4 separate regions of the Mus musculus genome follow, and all the other regions are linked to region 4. Evidence: chromatin contacts called from public HiChIP or PLAC-seq data. All regions are on one chromosome and are shown on one strand. Each heading gives the region's core, a stretch centred on a gene start, on an enhancer-like site or on the middle of the called end of the contact. The rest is flanking DNA. Distances are from core to core; before and after follow the strand shown.

What was found. HiChIP or PLAC-seq counts read pairs in DNA pulled down with a chosen protein or histone mark.
Region 1: a contact with region 4 is called in a FOXA1 HiChIP or PLAC-seq map of pancreatic cancer cells. The contact joins two enhancer-like sites. A contact is called at or near these places in 2 of 15 datasets of contacts at CTCF or cohesin (both in the NIH/3T3 cell line), 1 of 484 Hi-C or Micro-C datasets (Sertoli cells) and 3 of 115 datasets of contacts at active chromatin or transcription factors (the NIH/3T3 cell line, embryonic stem cells and pancreatic cancer cells).
Region 2: a contact with region 4 is called in an HNF4G HiChIP or PLAC-seq map of pancreatic cancer cells. The contact joins two enhancer-like sites. A contact is called at or near these places in 1 of 15 datasets of contacts at CTCF or cohesin (the NIH/3T3 cell line), 4 of 484 Hi-C or Micro-C datasets (the MC3T3-E1 cell line, cerebral cortex, cortical neurons and 1 more), 6 of 115 datasets of contacts at active chromatin or transcription factors (the NIH/3T3 cell line, astrocytes, cardiomyocytes and 3 more) and 1 of 9 other capture datasets (embryonic stem cells).
Region 3: a contact with region 4 is called in a FOXA1 HiChIP or PLAC-seq map of pancreatic cancer cells. The contact joins two enhancer-like sites. A contact is called at or near these places in 1 of 15 datasets of contacts at CTCF or cohesin (the NIH/3T3 cell line) and 1 of 115 datasets of contacts at active chromatin or transcription factors (pancreatic cancer cells).

The regions. Positions count from the first base shown.
Region 1 is chr4:56,373,029-56,375,728 of GRCm38.p6, forward strand. No RefSeq gene overlaps it. Among named protein-coding and RNA genes, the nearest start is that of Gm42291, 58 kb to the left of the region's middle. Within about 2 kb of position 1,438, at least 59 of the 459 cell types and tissues checked have an H3K27ac peak or open chromatin away from gene starts, as enhancers often do. A contact at or near this core is called in pancreatic cancer cells, where this site is marked.
Region 2 is chr4:55,657,784-55,660,483 of GRCm38.p6, forward strand. No RefSeq gene overlaps it. Among named protein-coding and RNA genes, the nearest start is that of Gm12511, 87 kb to the left of the region's middle. Within about 2 kb of position 1,343, at least 19 of the 459 cell types and tissues checked have an H3K27ac peak or open chromatin away from gene starts, as enhancers often do. A contact at or near this core is called in pancreatic cancer cells, where this site is marked.
Region 3 is chr4:55,592,245-55,594,944 of GRCm38.p6, forward strand. The region is part of intron 1 of Gm12506 (a long non-coding RNA gene); the gene reads left to right. All of the region lies in intron 2 of Gm12511 (a long non-coding RNA gene), which reads left to right. Among named protein-coding and RNA genes, the nearest start is that of Gm12511, 22 kb to the left of the region's middle. Within about 2 kb of position 1,342, at least 25 of the 459 cell types and tissues checked have an H3K27ac peak or open chromatin away from gene starts, as enhancers often do. A contact at or near this core is called in pancreatic cancer cells, where this site is marked.
Region 4 is chr4:55,926,262-55,928,961 of GRCm38.p6, forward strand. No RefSeq gene overlaps it. Among named protein-coding and RNA genes, the nearest start is that of Gm34482, 26 kb to the right of the region's middle. Within about 2 kb of position 1,305, at least 35 of the 459 cell types and tissues checked have an H3K27ac peak or open chromatin away from gene starts, as enhancers often do. A contact at or near this core is called in pancreatic cancer cells, where this site is marked.

The DNA of each region.
Region 1 (2,700 bases), core at 188-2,687, 450 kb after region 4:
TGGTGTATTATATTTGGGAAACATTTGCCAACGTCTGTTCCGTTTTCAAATTCCCAGTCACATGTGGTTTCTGTTTGAGCAAATGCATCAAGTAATAATGAGCTTATTGTTAATTGTGCAATATCAGGCTTTAAGGTGTAAATCATCTCTAGTCCACACTGCCATTATCCCATGTTGATGGTAGACGCTTGCAGTCGTTTCTTAATGAAAACTAATATGTGACTGCTATTGATCTTTTATATTTGTCAAAGTTTATCAGAGGGAAGTCAAGACTTCTGGGGGGGGAGGAAGCTGTATGTAATGTCTACACAATGAGTATACAGATGTGCTTGGGACTGTGTGCACACATGTGGAAGCTAGAGGAAGACATTGAGCCTTTCTCTGTCACTCACGGCCTGAGTGCCCTGAGACAGTGTCTCTCAGTGAACTGGAAGTCTGTCTTTTTAGCTAGCCTGATGGGCCAGCAAGTTCCTGGGACCTGCTTGCCTCTGTTCCCCAGGATTCCAATTAATAGACACACATAGCCACGCCTGGCTCTTTCCCAGGGTTACTGAAGATTCATCTTCAGGTCCTCACACTTGCATGAAAGTGTTCTTTCCCACTGAGCCATCTCCCCAGCATCTCAAGATTCTTAGCACGGACAAGTGTGCTAATATAAATAGATTCCCTCTGAGCAGAGGATAAAAAGAAGTTTGATTGTCTCCACCCAAAAATGGCTTCCCCCCAAAAAAGCTCCATGGAACTCAGATTCAAATATTAATTTGCCTCTGTGATGTTTTAAGAAACAAACACTTCTCTCCAGAGGATACTTCCTCTGTGGTTATAGAGATCAACAGAAAGCATTTAGGGTAGAAAATGAGGGTGACTAAGTCATGCTTGAATTCTTGACATTCACAGACTCAGTCGCTGGAGAGTTTGAATCACTGTTAGTGTGAAGCATCCTCCTTTCTCTCCTTCCTGTGTGAGGGAGACTTGAGGCAGAAAAGAACAACAGAGACGTGTTTTTCATGTTGCCAACAAGCTATATGGATATGGCGTTTTCATATCAAATCCCCCAGAAAATACCTAACATCTCCAAGTTTGTTCCTTGCTGCAGCAAAGGATAGCTAGCTACTCGTTTGGGGAGGTTTGTGTTGCTGGTGAAATTCTCTCTTGAGTCATGATTAACGAAACCACTCATTAGCCGTATTGAACATCGGCTGGGGGGGGGGTGCGTGTGTGGTATTGATAAACTTAAAATACATTTCATTCTTCCTGTGTAGTTGAATCAAAATCAGATCATAGCTCATCGATGATGGACAGGACCTGAAAGGTGATTCTGTATGACTCTTCATTCTATGAATGAGAAATTTTAAGAGGAAAGTCAGCTTATTTGCTAAAGATCAGTCAGTGACTAAGTGGTACAGTCACTCTCAGAGCCTCCAGGGCTTTCTCCTACCCTCACTGTGAACATAAGGCCACTAAGTTGAGGGCTGGGAAGGGGAGCAATTCTGGAATTGGCATCAGCTTGAGGTGGGGGTGGGGTGGCTTCCTTCCAGAGACCCTACTGCCAGCATTCAGTCCCACCACTTGAGGGAGCTGTGGAGACCCTTCTTCCACAGCCTATTGCCCTGCCATTGTGTTCTGAGCAGCCAGCCCTTACTTGGCAACTAAGTGGTATGGGTCTGTGGCAAGGCAAGTAGCCAAAGACGCCAACTCCACTGTGCCTTAACAAGAGCAGTGGCAGAACCCCCAGACAAAATGGGGAAAAAGTGATTTGTTGTAGAATTCTTGTTAGTCTGGTCAGTTCCCATTCGCCTGTGAAACCGGATTTGTAGACACATGTACTGGCCAATGACTCAGCCTTAAAAAATAAAGTCATTCATAATTTATGCATAAACAAGAATAGCTTTTGTTTCTGAGGACTCAAGAAGGTTTCATAGCCCTGTCTTGCTGTCCCACTCCGGAGGAGCAGTTCCTGTTTCAAGGCAGTTTCTATAGGCCTATAAATACTTTGATGTTCAAACATCTGGAACTTATATTTGGTGTTGACTAATGAGCATTATTATTTTATTATGTATTTATATGTGATCTAAAAGAAATTTGAGGTTAGATGCCACATAACTCTGTATATACAGCGAACAATGACAAATTCTTTTTACCCATTACATTGATGATTTATTACAGGGCATAAGGAGTTCTGAGTTGTTCACTTGACATATAATTGTGCTTGGGAAGATAGTAATGGTACAGAGAGATGTAAAATTGCCCCTAACGTATATTGTTAAAATACTTTGTAAGTGGACAAAATGGACTCCAGAGGTACTATTTCACTCTTCTTAAAAAAGAAAAAAAAATCAAAGGATGGCCAATATGGCAACAAACTGGAGTTCTTTTGAATAAGTAAAGATGAGCCCTGGTCTTAGAAATACATGTGGGCACGCTTGGAAAGGCAATAAACAATACATAATGGATCTGACTTCAAAGAACGCCTATTGGAGAACCAGACCTATTTCAAAGCCCAATGTTCCATACCTAGTTTGTCTTGGTACCAGTAAGCCACAGGTAAACATGCTAAGATCAAAGGGAAAGGTGGGTGTGTGGAGGGAGGGGTGCGCACTGACTGACATTACTTTCTCCTCAAAGCATTTCCCCGAGGGACCCTGGAGACAGCACCTTGTAAGCGCCTCTGTTGTAGATTCAGGAATTTATCTTAGGAGT
Region 2 (2,700 bases), core at 93-2,592, 270 kb before region 4:
TATGTAGAACTCACCCAAATGATGACTAAGGGGCACAAAGCATACAGAACCCTTGCACATGGAGATGGAAGCAACTTATCGAACATTTCGGTCCCATCTTGGGTATAGGCTATCACAATTCTTGGCAACACGCCTGCAGTATCTGAGGCCAGATGGGTTTTTAGATCGAGGGACATGTTTTGGGTTGAGATTCCCACATTTCTTAGGAAATTCTTACCTCTTGGGGAGATAACTTTACAGATAAGCTGCTCTCATCACATACATACATACATACATACATACATACATACATACATACATACATACGTATATACATGTGTGTATATTATATATAATATAGCTTTCTTTTTAAAATTATGTTTTCTCTTGGATATTTATGTATTGGGTAGTAATTTATCGGAGACAGGGTGTCACTACATAGCTCTGCTCACGGCAATCCTCCTACTCCGCGGCCTCTCAAGCACTTTGACTGTAGGCATGAACCAGCAATCCCATCTTGTATTTTTCATTTGATTCCTAGTTAGCGAGCTCGTGGAAAGACTCTTGTTGGTATACTACTTGGAAATGTAAGGCTGGGGAAAACAACCCCTTTCAGTGTGGGCGTGGTTAGGCAACTCCATCACTCTCCCTGGCTATGGAACTGCACGGTGACAGTTTACAAAGGATGCACGAAGCTCTGTAGGTATGGTGTCCCGTGGAACGAGGGTGTGAACACGTCAATTGGGATGGCTTGCATGGCTGATCCTCTTTACAGATGGCCACACATCTGCACACAGCTGCATAACTTCCCATATGAACATCTACAGGCTTAAACTCATGCGCAGAGGCTGAGAAGGCAGGAGGACATCAGAATGAGTCTCTGGGGAGAGTGGCTCCCAAGAGAGGTTTCTGCTCTATGTAACGTCTGCATTGTTTGCATTGAGAATGCATTGCTTGGGTAATGAAAAAAATGATTAAAACCATAACTGAATCCTCCCCCTGAGTTTCTAGGAGACAGCTGAGGGCCACAAGTCCCTGCCTTCTGTACTTTTTCTCCTGGACTTGGGCAGAGTGCCCCTTGTCCTTGTTCTGGACTCTTACTGATGCCATCTGCTCTGCGATACTTAACCCAGCCTTGACCCTCTCTATCTCCTTCAAGGAGCACAGTAAGTCCTTGATGACCATTTCCCTGGAGCCCAAGCACAGCTGCCTTAAGAGCTCAGCTTGTGTCCTAACTCTTTTTTTTCCCACCGGATCTTTCAGTTCTGCATAGCTCCATTACTCTGGGCCTCCCTCTCTACCTCTCATCCTTCCTCTCTCCAGATGGGGTTGGGAGTGCCAGGGATGTGGGGTGAGTCAGCTGGTGCTCATGACCACACAAGGTAACACCGCAGGGCCTCTGTGCAGCAGCGGTGGCGGCAGCGGTGGCAGCGGCCCCAACAGCTCACATCCCTCTCTTTTTTCTCAGATTCACTCTTCCTCTACTGAACCACAGCTGAGAAAGTTGTGGGCAGTCATTGCTTCTACTCTAGTCCTAGCCTCTCATTCTTGGGAGGTCTGTCCTGGTGGTGCCCACATGTCCGTGGTGGGCAAAAGAGAGAGGTCTTCTGGGACGCCCAGGAGATCATGTTTTTCCACGGCCCTCGGTCACCGAGCCAAGGAATACGCGCCTGGGTTTTCCCTTCTGTAAGTTGAGAAGGTTGGTTTCCATGCTTTCAGAGCCGCTTCCAGCTTGACGCTCAGCAGTCCGTGCCTTTGTTGTGCTCACCTCTCCTGTGTGGCCTGGGACCATCTTGTTTCTTTCCCACGAGTCTGTGCAGTAGACAACGCAGCTCATATTTCCCTCCTTGGCAGCCTAGGAAATCAAGGCTTTAGCGATGGCGAGGATGGCCCACGGTCATCCTGCTGCCTTCATAGAGGCACACAGGAACCAGAGCATCTTCTATGATGGGTAGGTGAGATGACAAACAGAGCAGCCAGGGAAAGGACTTGGAGGAAAGGGAAGGCAAGGGTGCCTTGATCAGCTCAGTGTGGCCAGAGGACTATAGAGAGGACAAAGTCTAAATCTACCTTATGCTACCCTCTGCAAAACCCTTCGAGCAAAAGTGGGCTGGTAACTTTTTTTTTTTTTTTTTTTTTTAAGGCTGGTTCAGACTTGCTAGTAACATGTCCTTTCCCCTCCTCCTCAGTGCTGGGTTTACAGGGATGTGTCACCATGTCTAGTTTCATGCAGTGCTGTGGATGTTACCCAGGGCTTTGGGCATGCTAGACAAACATTCTACCAAGTAAATGACCTCAGTGGCCCCTGTCATTGGAAGAATGGGTTCTTAAGGATCTGGTAGGAGGGTTTTCTACATGAAAGCAAGTGCTTGCATAGAATCCTACATTATCATCAGCTAAGTGAGATGATCCAATCTCCAAGAAAGCCTTTATCCCTATCGTTGGCTCAGTGCTTTCAGTGCTCACCGCTGATGTTCAGTTAGCAAGGTAAAGTCACTGCATGCTTAGGGAGATGTATGCAATTGGTTCTGGAAAGCTGGACAGAGACACTACAGCACCTCACTGCATTCTTCTGCTCTTAAATGTCTGGTTGCCTCTTGGGATGGTTTGTATATGCTTGGCCCAGGGAGTGGCCCTATTAGGAGGTGTGGTTTTGTTGGGGTAGGTGTGTCACTGTGGGCATGAGCTTAAGACCCTCATCATTGTTGTCCGGAAGTCAGT
Region 3 (2,700 bases), core at 92-2,591, 330 kb before region 4:
CCCAAGGCTCCAGTTTCACACCTCCCTCCCATCCCATGTCTCCCTGTCTCACCAGGTTGGCACCAGTCTGAATTTTATTAAGCAGGAGAAGCACTTTCCCCAAGCAGCATCTTGCTCCCACTGGAGTGTAACTAGGGATGAACAGCACCCGCCCTGCTTTCCACACTCTCCTATCACTGTTTGGAGCCTTAGGGTTGTATAAAACTTTATTATGTAAGATGGGAAGACAGCATCATCAGGGCAGGGCAGGGCTGTACCCCAAAGTAGTAGTGGGTATACAATCAAACTTGGGGGACTGTGAGCACTTGAGCCTTTTTTCTCTAGGGTGAGGGGTTGATAGAGAGACCATACTTACAAGTGAATGTGCTGCTGGAAGCGGGGTGGGGGGGATGGGGGGGTGGGGTAAAGCAGCAACGTGGTCCAACCTTGAATGACCCACGTGGATCAAGAATGGCAGTGGGTACTAGCTTTCTCTCAGTCCTTCCCAGATCTTCAAAAACTGTTATCAGCCCTCAGCTTGCCGATGGAGAGCCCGGGAGAAAGAGAAAGAGATGAGTAGTCTTTTAATCTATGCCCATTTGACCCCATAACCCCTGACTTTCCAAGAGGCATGAGAGGCGCCAGGCGGGTGACTCAGGATAGAAGGCCAGAGGTCTCCTTGGTTATTTTATGCCGGGTAGCTGAGACAGATGTGTACTGCGTTTATTTTTTTATTTGGGGGATTTTCTGTACTGGATCCCATGTACCAGCAGAGCAGTCAAGGAAGAGGTTGGCTCACCGTTCGTTTGTTCGTTCGTTCGTTCGTTCCTTCTTTCCTTCCTTCCTCCCTCCCTCTCTCTCTTCCTTCCTCCCTCCCTCTCTCCCTCTTCCTAGTCATCCTCCTCCTCACCACCTAGCTTTTTCTCTGAAGTAACTGGCCATTGGCAGTTTTCTCCCCAGTTAGTATTTAACTTCTCTCTCCCTGGCAGCTTTGCCCTTCCCTGAGCACTATAAACCAATCAAGGTGTTTTCCCATTAAGGACAGCTGACGATGACTGGCTTTTCTGCTGTGCCCGGCAGGACAGTGTTGCTAGGCAGCAGCTGTCTATGCAAAATGAAAAAGTGCAAGCCGGTGTGGGGCTTGAGGCTGGGGGTTAGCTCAGTTGTCTGCCTAGGATGTATGAATCCTTGGGTTCAGTGCCCAGCAGTGGGTAAACAGGAAGTGGTGGCACAGGTCAGCAACCCCAGCACTTCCAAGGCATTCACAAGAGGATCAGGAATTTAAGGTCACCCTTAACTACATGGGATACCTAGCCCAGGCTTCCCTCAATCTTGAGGTGATCCCCCTGCCCTTGCCTTTTAAGCTAGGAGTCCAGGTGTGAGTCACCACACATTCAGCTCCTTATGGGACCTCTATGGTCATTGACAGACACAAAAAAAATTTGTATGTAACCCAGGAGTGTTCCCAGCTGAGGGTTTACAAGGCAGGGAAAGAAAGAAAGGAAGGAAGGAAGAAAGGAAGAAAGGAAGAAAGGAAGAAAGGAAGAAAGAAAGAAAGAGAGAAAGGAAGGAAGGAAGGAAGGAGAAAGAAAGAAAGAAAGAAAGAAAGAAAGAAAGAAAGAAAAGAAAAGAAATAGGGATGTTTCAGAAGAGTTATAATTTACAATTCATCCAAAATTACTTTTAGTCCTCTAGAGTGACTGTCCCAAAAAGCTGACACAAGTTAGGAATGCTCACCTGTGCCTTCCAGAGGAAATGTGGTCAAGTTCCTCTGAGTCCCTGCTCATATCTCCCTCCCCACATCACTCTGTACCTGGCTGTGTTCTGTAAGCGTTACTGTTTTTGTTTTATTTGCTTTTGCTTTTCGTTGAGACAGTCTTGCCATGTGTCTCTGCCTGGCCTTGAACTGGCCATCCTCTGTCCTACTCTCTCAGTGCTGAGACAGCAGGAGCACAGAGGAACTCTTCAGGTGGGAATATGCAGGTTGAACTGAAGTGTCCCACATCCCGAGTGGCCCAGAAAGCACTGGGTGTGGTGGCTCACGCCTGTGAGGAGTGTGCCTGGGTAGGATTGCCTTGAGCTGCAGGCAGCTTAAACTATGTAGGGAGTTCTAAGTCAGCCTGGACAAGAATGAGACCCTGTATCAACAAAACTAAGACAGGATCAATGAGCTGGCTATGTGGGTAAAGGTGCTTGCCGCTAAGCCGGATGACCTGAGTTCAATCCTAGGGACTCACATGGTGGAAAGAGAGACACCACCCCATGTGTGCTGTGACACTTAAGTACTCTTTCCTTCCAAATAAATAACTAAAATATAAACAAACATAATGAAAAGAAGAAAAAAAAAACCACATCTCAAGCTTTGACTGGAGTTTAAAATGAAGTTTGAGGAGGAGGAGAATTTACAAATACAGAATGTTTGTATTCTGGGGACCGATAGCATGGTAGATTAATATGGTCAACTTGGAAGGACCTAGAACACCAGAGAAACAAGCCTGTGGGCATGTCTGTGAGGGGTTTTCTCAATTAGGTTAATTAGTGTAGGAAGACCCATCCTAACTGGGTGACACCATTCTCTGGACTGTATAAAAATGGAGAAAGCTAGCACTCATTCCTCTCTGATTCCCGACTGTGGATGTAACATGAGCGGCTGGCTCAAGCTCCCACCGTCACGCCTTCTTGGACATAAAGGGCTGGGCTATCCACCCAGGAGAACAAATA
Region 4 (2,700 bases), core at 55-2,554:
TGCCTGTAACTCATTATATTAATTACACCCAGGCTGCACATTTTGGGGGTGAAATGTTTTTATCCTTTAGGAGAAAGTCAGATCATAGAAACAATAAATCTGAAATTGTCAACAGCATCCCCCAAATTTTAGAACATGCAAATATGCCCAGTGGGGATCCAGTGCTAATGCAAGCACTGACTTCAAGGCTGCTCCTTTTATCACTTGCACAGTTTTCCTGGTCTACTGATAACTGGTCATGCCGTACTTTTCATTATTCTGGCTGCTGCTGCTAGCTGCTGCAGTCACTGTTCCTCTTCTTCGTTCTTTTCCTCCTCCCTCTCCTCTACTTTATCCTCCTCCTCCTCCTCCTGCCCCTCCTGCTTCTCCTCCTCCTCCTCCTCCTCTTCCTCCTCCTCCTCCTCTTCTTGCTCCTCCTTTTGTTCTTCTTTTTGGTTTGTGTTTGACTGTGTTACCTGGGTCTCACTCTATCCCACTCACTCTGTAGCCTTGAACTCACGGTTATCTATCTCCCTGTCACAGTCTTTTAAGTGCTAGGGATGATAGGCATGAGCTGCTATACCTGCTCATCCCTGCTTATCCTGCTTCTTGACTGACCGTGCTTGCTGTACCCCCAGGATACCATACCAGCTCTCCTCCATCTTACTGGCCCTGAGTACTCTTTTATACAACTCAGTTTATATGTTCATTTTGCCTTCACCTGGGCAATAATTCTCCATCCTTAAAATAATTCCATTAACCTGTGTATGTCCTGTCCATGTCGAGTCTGATTAGGATCCTGGAAAGGACAAATATATGAGATCTTACTTCTCTATGCAGACATAGCATTAGGTAGCTGTAAGGCCATTAACATAGAGGAGAGAGTGCTGGGAAGAAACGTTATCACTGGGAAGAGAGCAACAAGCATCAAGAAAAGATGCCTTAGAGGAAAGAGGTCACTGTGAACCCCTTCAGACAAGAAGGATTGAACCAGGGACAGGGGAGGCTATAGGTGGAGTGATGCAGGCCAAACAAGCATCAAGTGCACAAATGTAAAGCTCTCAGCTTACACCCCCCAGCCAGGTTACAGGACCCACAAGGAAAATAACACTGTGTTATTTCCTAATATAACCTGGGCCAGGGATCAGTCTTAGAGACTGAAAATATATCTAGCTTACCTCTTATTTTGTTTAATTCATGATGTTGTTAAGAGTTTTATATTTTTAAACGACTAGGAAAAATTACTCAACCGATCAGGACTACTTCATGACACATAAAAATGCTATGCAATTCAGATGTCAGCATCCATGCATATAGTCATATCAGAACCCAGCCACGCCTGCTTATGTATGCATTACCCAGCACTGCTTCTGAGCTATTGTAGCTGAAGTGAGTAATAGCAGGAGACCATTTGGCTCATGAAGTCTAAATCATTTCTTATCTTGCCCTTTACAGGAAAAGCTTGTTGACTTGTGGCTTAGGCTAAAGAATCCGACTACTGAGGCTCCAGTTCTGAACTCTCTTTCTCCCACCTGTGTGATTTTGGACCATCAATTTTTTTCACATTTTTTTAATTGGATATTTTCTTTATATACATTTCAAATTTCAAATTCTATCCTCCCCCTATATCCTCCCCCCTGCCATGTTCCCCTACTCATCCACTCCCGCTTTTTGGCCCTGGCATTCTCCTGTACTCGGGCATATAAGGTTTGCTAGACTGAGGGGCCTCTCTTCCCAATGATGGCCAACTAGGCCATCCTCTGCTACATATGCAGCTAGAGACACGAGCTCTGGGGGTACTGGTTAGTTCATATTGCTGTTTGGACCAACAATTTTATCATCACTCCCTGTCACTGTTTTCCCATTTGAGGATAAACATGAGTTGTTATGGAAACTGGGTTAGTACACTCTAACCTGGGAGGTTTAGAGTAGTGTCTTGCACATAACAAGCTCTCAGTAAATGTTTCTTATTCCCTTTGTGGCGGAGGAGCTCAGCTGCAGGCTTGGCATCTTTTCTTATTCAGAGGATATTTCTTGAAAGAATGAAACCGTGAGGAAGTGCATTGAGGTGTGTCCTCGAGACCATCACTAGCTCTGTGCTGCTTTCCAAAGGGGCTGAGGAGGGAATTCCAGTCTCCAGTGCCTTTTCCACTCTCCAGCATCGCCGGAACATCTGCTAGTAATCTTGGTCTTGTGGCATTTTTTTCCCTTCTGTTTTTGTTAATTTTTAAAAGAATCTTTGGGCTGTGGATGATGGAGAGAAAAAGTCCAGGGTGAGGGGCGATGACTGTGGAGTGTGTGCAGTGGGGAACAACTAGTATGGACTTTTGACATGAGAGATAATGTTTCCAGAGAGTAAGGGGCCCCCAACATAAAAAAAAATTCTCCAAGAAAAAGAGAACTAGTAACTATTTCTTAGAGTCTCCTTGGAGCACTGTAGGCAGATGGTGTGTTTTAATATGAGAGACTTGTTCCAGCCTCCCAGGGCAACCAGCGCGTGGCCATGGGTCCAGAAAGGCAGCTTGCTCATCCGTAGGCTGAATACTTCTGTGTAACAAGACTCTCTTGCGGCTTAGAAAAGGCTTTCAGTCTCCTTGAGACATCTGTTTTGTAAAAATCAGCCCAGCACGCTCAGAGCATCACCAACAGAGTCTGTATTCATCCTTCAGGGGCCATTTTATCTGCACACTGACTGAGACCCTAAAAACTCGGAGCCAAATC